Regions from separate parts of the Aedes aegypti genome. Here region 2 is linked to region 1. The links are chromatin contacts, called in public Hi-C maps. All regions are on one chromosome and are shown on one strand. The core of a region is the stretch at or near the end of the contact, and the rest is flanking DNA. Distances in the headings are between cores, read along the strand shown. Region 1 holds the start of LOC110677033 (homeobox protein invected). Region 2 holds the start of LOC5564813 (segmentation polarity homeobox protein engrailed).

Region 1 (2,966 bases), core at 135-2,634:
GGAATACTGAAAGTATTTCAACAGCTTTGGATATTTTTCAGCTATGTACTGACTTACACCATTTTTATTTTTACGATTTAACATATTTCATTCAACACTGGAACTAGGAAAACGTATTTATCACTCAAACGCAAATTGATCCATCGCTATTCGAATTGCACACCACGGTAGAAAAGTGATAATCAGTTGCAAGGTTTACACAACGAATCGATTTGTTTGCTTTTACGTAGAAATCGTTCGCAGAACAGCGCTGTTTAAATCGTGATTCCAAACATCGAACAATCGGTTGAGAAAATTTAGCGAAATACACTCAAAATTGAATCGTGAAAACCAGTCCTTGTTCGGGCGGTCACTTCTTTTTCCACTTTTTATACACATCAAATCTTTTATCATAATCATCATCATCGTGATCATCGGCAGCACCATCAAGCAATTTAAAACGTTAGTGTGCTGAGGGAATGGAGAGAAACGTGAAACATTTATTCAACCTTACATGCGGAGCAGAGACAGAGCCCAGGAGAATGAAAGCGGCGCGCAAAGTGGTTCTTCAACACGATAAAACCTCCAACCGTTGTTAAACTCTTTCCACCCCTCAGTTCAGGATTCCCGAGACACCAAGAAAATCACATCACATCGTTTTAGCCAACAACGAGCAGCTCCAAAGCAGAAGGGAGCAGCAGCAAAAGGGAGAACAACCATATAACATAAATGCTTCATAATGTTTGAATAAACAGAGAAACATTTTCATTTCGCCCGTTCCTCTTTGCTCCCTGGGCAGTGATTCACATGAAAGCTTCATCGCTTTTAGCCAGTTGTTCGGTTGTGTGGTGGTGCAATTGGAATCCAAATCCAACTAGAATGTCCCAAAATGGTCAAGGGAAGACCAGAGACGCAGGGAAGCTTATTACATTCCCAGTCCAGCTTTTCTTCAGTGATTCTTCCGAAGCAGTGAAAGAGCGAGAAAGCGTGAAAGCAGGAGAGCGAGAACTAATTGCATATGTATTTATGCTTATCGTGCACTTTGTTTTATGACGGAAAAATGCCAAGATTGTGCGCCTTGTTTCACCCTTTCCACGCTTATTCGGGTGTCATGAATGTGTGAGTATGCTCCATAATGAAATCATTCGTTGATGGGGTGCGAGAGCGCGATATTCAACGATGTATGCTGCTTTTATTCTCTTTTGTTTCCCTTTTCCCTCTGATCTACTCTCTCCAGAGCGAAGCTACAATCAACAGAAGTAGATCCCACGCACACCTGCGAGCGAACGGAGTAGGCCAATGAGAAGTAAGCCACGCCCCTTGGGATCCCCACGGCAGCATGTTGCTTATCCGCTCTCACACTACGGTGCAACGCCTACCACTTGAGAACGTTTGTTGGGGCCTCAGTTGGTGAACGTATACCGTGATGGAACGACCGTTTTCGCTGTCGCTATTTACAGTCAAGTGTTGCCGGTTTTATTAGCGCTTGTAACCCCTGCTTCCCCTCGTCTGGCATCCCGTTCCTGTGACGGAGCGTTCGGTTCTACGGGGGTCGGAAGTGTAGTGTGCGTGAATCTGTATGCAAGGGGGTGAAATAGTAACAGGGGCGATAATAACGATTTTTTTTAACTCGGTCGGAAAAGGTTGCACACCTTTTCCCTCTGGTCTCGTCTTTCGTCGGTGAGATCCGCGAATACAGCGTTGTTGTGTGACACACGGTGCGAATTTAATTACTGATAATCCTTACTGGTCGCAATTGTTCTGTAACAGGGCCGCCGATCGGACTGATTTCTCTAATCCTGTTGGAAGACTTTGCGTAGGTGTCGTGTACGAGTTCCAATTGGACAGCTGTAAAAGCTAGTGAAGCACCAGTGCAATATCTAAACGGTAGCGACGGCTGCAATGCATTAAAATGGCTACAATTATGTCACACAATTTGCCGTTGATTCCGTTGCCGCTGAAGGCTACAACGGCGGCGGCTTTAGCGAAGACCACCGCTGGGTTGATGATGTCCGGTTTGCTTGGGAAACATCCGGGTGAAGATGTGTACGGAAACGGAACAATCGGAATGCCGACGGATCGTAGCAGCCCAGATGTGGCTAGTAGCGAGGCACGATCAAGCCCAGAATCGCTGATGATGGTGCAGCAGAAGGGACGTGAAGATGATCGTATGAGCTGCTGCAGTGAAGATAGTGAACTTTCAGTAGGTCAGGAAGGACTGGAAGAAAGCGATAAAACTATGAACAGTGATGAAAAACTTAGTGTAATAAGTGTGAATTCCCGAATGGGAGCAGTGGACGTTGAAAAACTTATCGAGAGGCATAATGTAGAAATGGGTGATGAAATGAGTAATGATTCTTCGCGGTATTCGAGTTCCAAGGATCCGTCGGAGGATTACATGAAGATTCCACTGATGCGACCAAGCCCAACGCGATTGCATGAAGAGTTCCTGAGAAATTCTCAACTGTATGCTGAAGAGCTGATGCGGCAACAGATGCAGATTGTCGCTGCTGCGAGAGGTCTCAATTTAAGCCCAAAACCTTTGGACCCTGGCCTCGGACTGGTCACCCGAATGCAAGACAATCGTAGTCCCGGTAGGGTTTCGCTTACAGATGAACAGAAAATTGGCTTCCGGCCACATATACGAGGTATCGGTGAAATTTATCACGATCGCCACCGATGGTCTGACGAACGAAGCGTTCAATCTCCGCCAGAGACAACGTCGTTCCGAGGCATTCATTCACATTTGAGCGCCATCTCACAAATAACTCAGAATCTCAACAGTGACATTAGTAAGCTAACCTCCCCCGCAAGCCTAGCCAGTATGGCCTCTCGGGAAAATTCACAATCACCACCGCAACATCCCGCTCATCTGCTACAAATCAACAACAACATTGCCCTCAACGATCAAAACCTCAAGTTCAGCATAGACAACATATTGAAGGCCGATTTCGGCCGACGGATCACAGATCCGCTGAAACGTAGTG
Region 2 (3,018 bases), core at 47-2,546, 580 kb after region 1:
AGCAGTTTGGCCTGGAACTTCCGATGGCTGTTGATAATCTCTTCGTGGAGTTTTGGATAGCTGGTGGCGCTGAAGCCGTTCAGGAGAGCAGCTCTTGGGTCTATGCTAGGGATGGTCTTAGTGCTAAAGTCGTACAGCGTAGGGATCCGCGGGTGGTAGTGGTTGTTGTTGAACATTAGCATACTGGCGGCAGGGTTTGGAGTTTGCGGTTCATAGCAAGTCGAGTCCTGAGATTCGCTATCCGTGTGGTACGGGTTATGACTGCTGCTTCCATTGCTGGAGCATAATCTTGGGGATTTGCTGATTTCGTACGGACGGAAGAGGCTATCTCTCCGGTGGTGCAGAGATGGGCCATTTGGGCTGTTGGAGTCCGAACTGCAGGGAGGGCTTGCCATAGGGCTCGGGGGCTGTTGAGTGGCGATGGGAACCACTGGGGTCTTTCCAAAGGTATCGCTCAGGATGTTGGAGATCGAGAAGGTGATGCTGGGCTGCTGGGGTGGCGGTGGAGCAATCTGATCTGTGACCTCCTGCTTAATGTGCATCGGAGGAATTGGTACCAGTGGCGACATCTCCCCGGCACTAGGCGAAACTCGCATGGTCCCCGTTGCGGTCGGACTCATCATCGTTGCGGTTGCGGAGTGAACCGGACTCTGGCTGTGGTGATGATGGTGATGGTGTGGCGGACTTGGAGCACTCTGTGGACTGCAACGGTCTTCCAATGCCATGCTTGATGGTCTTCCAAATGTTTTCTCTAAAACTGAACACTTCACTTAAAAGATGTTCTAAATTGTTTTGCACAAAAATCTTTCTTCGATTTCACTAGGAGAATTTTCTCCGATAATTTTTCAAACCTCTATCAATCGTCACTTGAGGGCTCGTCATTCGCAAACCAACACTTTACACTTCACACTCGAGCGAGCACCGAACGTCAAACCGAGAGCTGTACGAGCTCATGTGCTTCCATGAGGACCGACACCAACGAAGTGTAACGGAGGGTGTAAGGCGTCTGAGAAAAAATCACTACCCTCCAAGGGGTAAAACAAACACGCGTCCGGCCGATTTCGACAGCAAATTGAATGATGGAATCTCTCCAGGCTAGGCCACACAACACAATTAACGAACGACAAGATCCAAGCACCGAAGAAAGAATGCGAAGAACCGATGATCCGAAGATCGCGCGCGTGGTCCAAGAGAGCGAGCTCTTCTATCCTCTATTATAAATTGTGATGTGACATAGTCAAATGTCACCTGTGATCTGAGCCTCTGTGACTGACAGCTGAGTGAGAGCTCAACCAAACTGACTGGTTTGTTTTTTGCTGCGGCTGCTGATTCTCCTGGTGTCTCTATTAACTCTCAGTCCATCCCGTTCCTGCATCCATCTCCATGTAGCTCCGTGCTCTTTCAATCCTCAGGCCCTAATCAAGACGATCAGTTTACACAACGCACACCATCGCACCCTTGATTGAATCAAAACAGGCAAAAAAGAGACCTGCTTATGTCACAATCGCGAGAGCAAACGAGACCGAGCGCAAATAAATTCATCAACACAAACATATATCCTCGCTAATTGACCTGCGTCTGTATTGGTTGCATCGCTCCCGCAGTAGGCGTGTCTTCCTCGACACGCCCGTACGAACACAGTGCAATGGAGGAATCTCAGAGAATTAACTTGTTCCATCGCACCAACACCACCGTCCGTCACCCATTGTATGCGGTTTTGTTTCTCTTTTCCCTCCACACTTTCGCTTTGTGTCGGCCGTCGTCGTCGCGAGAGTGATGTGCGGTCACCGAATGCACCTTCCATACAACTTTATTATTCAATTGAGATTCTCTCCCTCTCTCGCCGATCACCGCGCAATTGCCTCACACGCTCGCGAAACCCCACCCCTATCCCTTATTGAAGCGAACTGAATATTGGAAGCAAGGATGGCTCGTTCTCAAAATGCACACCGGGGAAGACCACCCATGTCGAGGGCGACGCAACGCAACTCAACGAAACCCCGCTCCAAATCGAGATGTTATTTGTATAATTGTATAATTTCAAAATTAACTACTCGATGTAAATATAAACGCGACTGACGGAGTTCGGACTGCGGTAGGTCGACCACATTTTACTTTATACATTCAATTAAGCCCGGGAAAAGAGAGAGCGTGAGGGAGCGACGCGACCGACACAAACAATCAAGCAACCTGTCAAAAACTAATCACATATCTGGGAGCACGATGCATGCACTCAGCCAAACATTCAACCAAAGTTCCAGCGTAAAAATCTGATTAAGCTGTCATTGGCCGTCGAGCTCGAGCCGGTCCTCAATCGAATCTTGAAACTGTTTAAAAAAAAATATAAGCGCTATCGCCGAGGATGGATGATTGTCGGCTGATGCCGGCGGTCGTCAATTCATTAAATCATTATCTACATATATGCTAATTATATGAGGGAGTGTATGCGTGTGTGTGATAGAAGGACTAGTGGCAAACTTGCGCTCGCCGCCAGCAAAATGATCAATTAACTGATGGTTGTTTCTTTAGGCCATTTCGTCAATTTTTTACACGACACTTCAGTCGACTAATGGGACTTTGAATAGGAATGGGGAAAAGCGCGTTTGTCAAACTCGGAGAAACGTCGGTCTATTTGCTGTGATCTTCAGTTTTCGTGGGTTCCGAATTGTATTCATCGAAAATAGAAAATAAAATGCTGGATTGACATAACGCCACAATTTATGGGGCGGTAAACTTAATTTACGACCCATTTGGACCGGCCAATTTGCGGAAGGTTGAGATTTGTCAAGCGAGGAAAGTCTATTGAGTTTGTCGCCTTTTGATTTAATCGTCGTTGGGCGCCATTAGGGCAGCTGTCACCGTATTACGCTGAGCTGGACATTCGATGGTCGAGAGTTGGTGCATGCATTACATATTCATGTTATGGAGTTGAGTTGACTTACAATAAAAAATGAACTTGTTGAAGAGGTCTTTTCCAGTACATTTTTCTCACTTTAAGGACATATAGGAAGGAATCCC

The links. A called contact is a pair of places that touch in the nucleus more often than the background predicts.
Region 2: a Hi-C map of whole pupa shows a contact between it and region 1, with 8 times the contacts expected there. The contact joins the promoter of LOC5564813 here to the promoter of LOC110677033 in region 1. A contact is called at or near these places in 2 of 2 Hi-C or Micro-C datasets (whole body and whole pupa).

The regions. Positions count from the first base shown.
Region 1 is chr2:423,055,617-423,058,582 of AaegL5.0, forward strand. LOC110677033 (homeobox protein invected) reads left to right here and starts at 1,385. Exons shown (of 4, transcript XM_021847510.1): 1 at 1,385-2,966. The coding sequence starts at 1,892.
Region 2 is chr2:423,638,688-423,641,705 of AaegL5.0, forward strand. It overlaps LOC5564813 (segmentation polarity homeobox protein engrailed), which reads right to left and starts at 1,297. Exons shown (of 3, transcript XM_001649112.2): 1 at 1-1,297. The coding sequence starts at 725.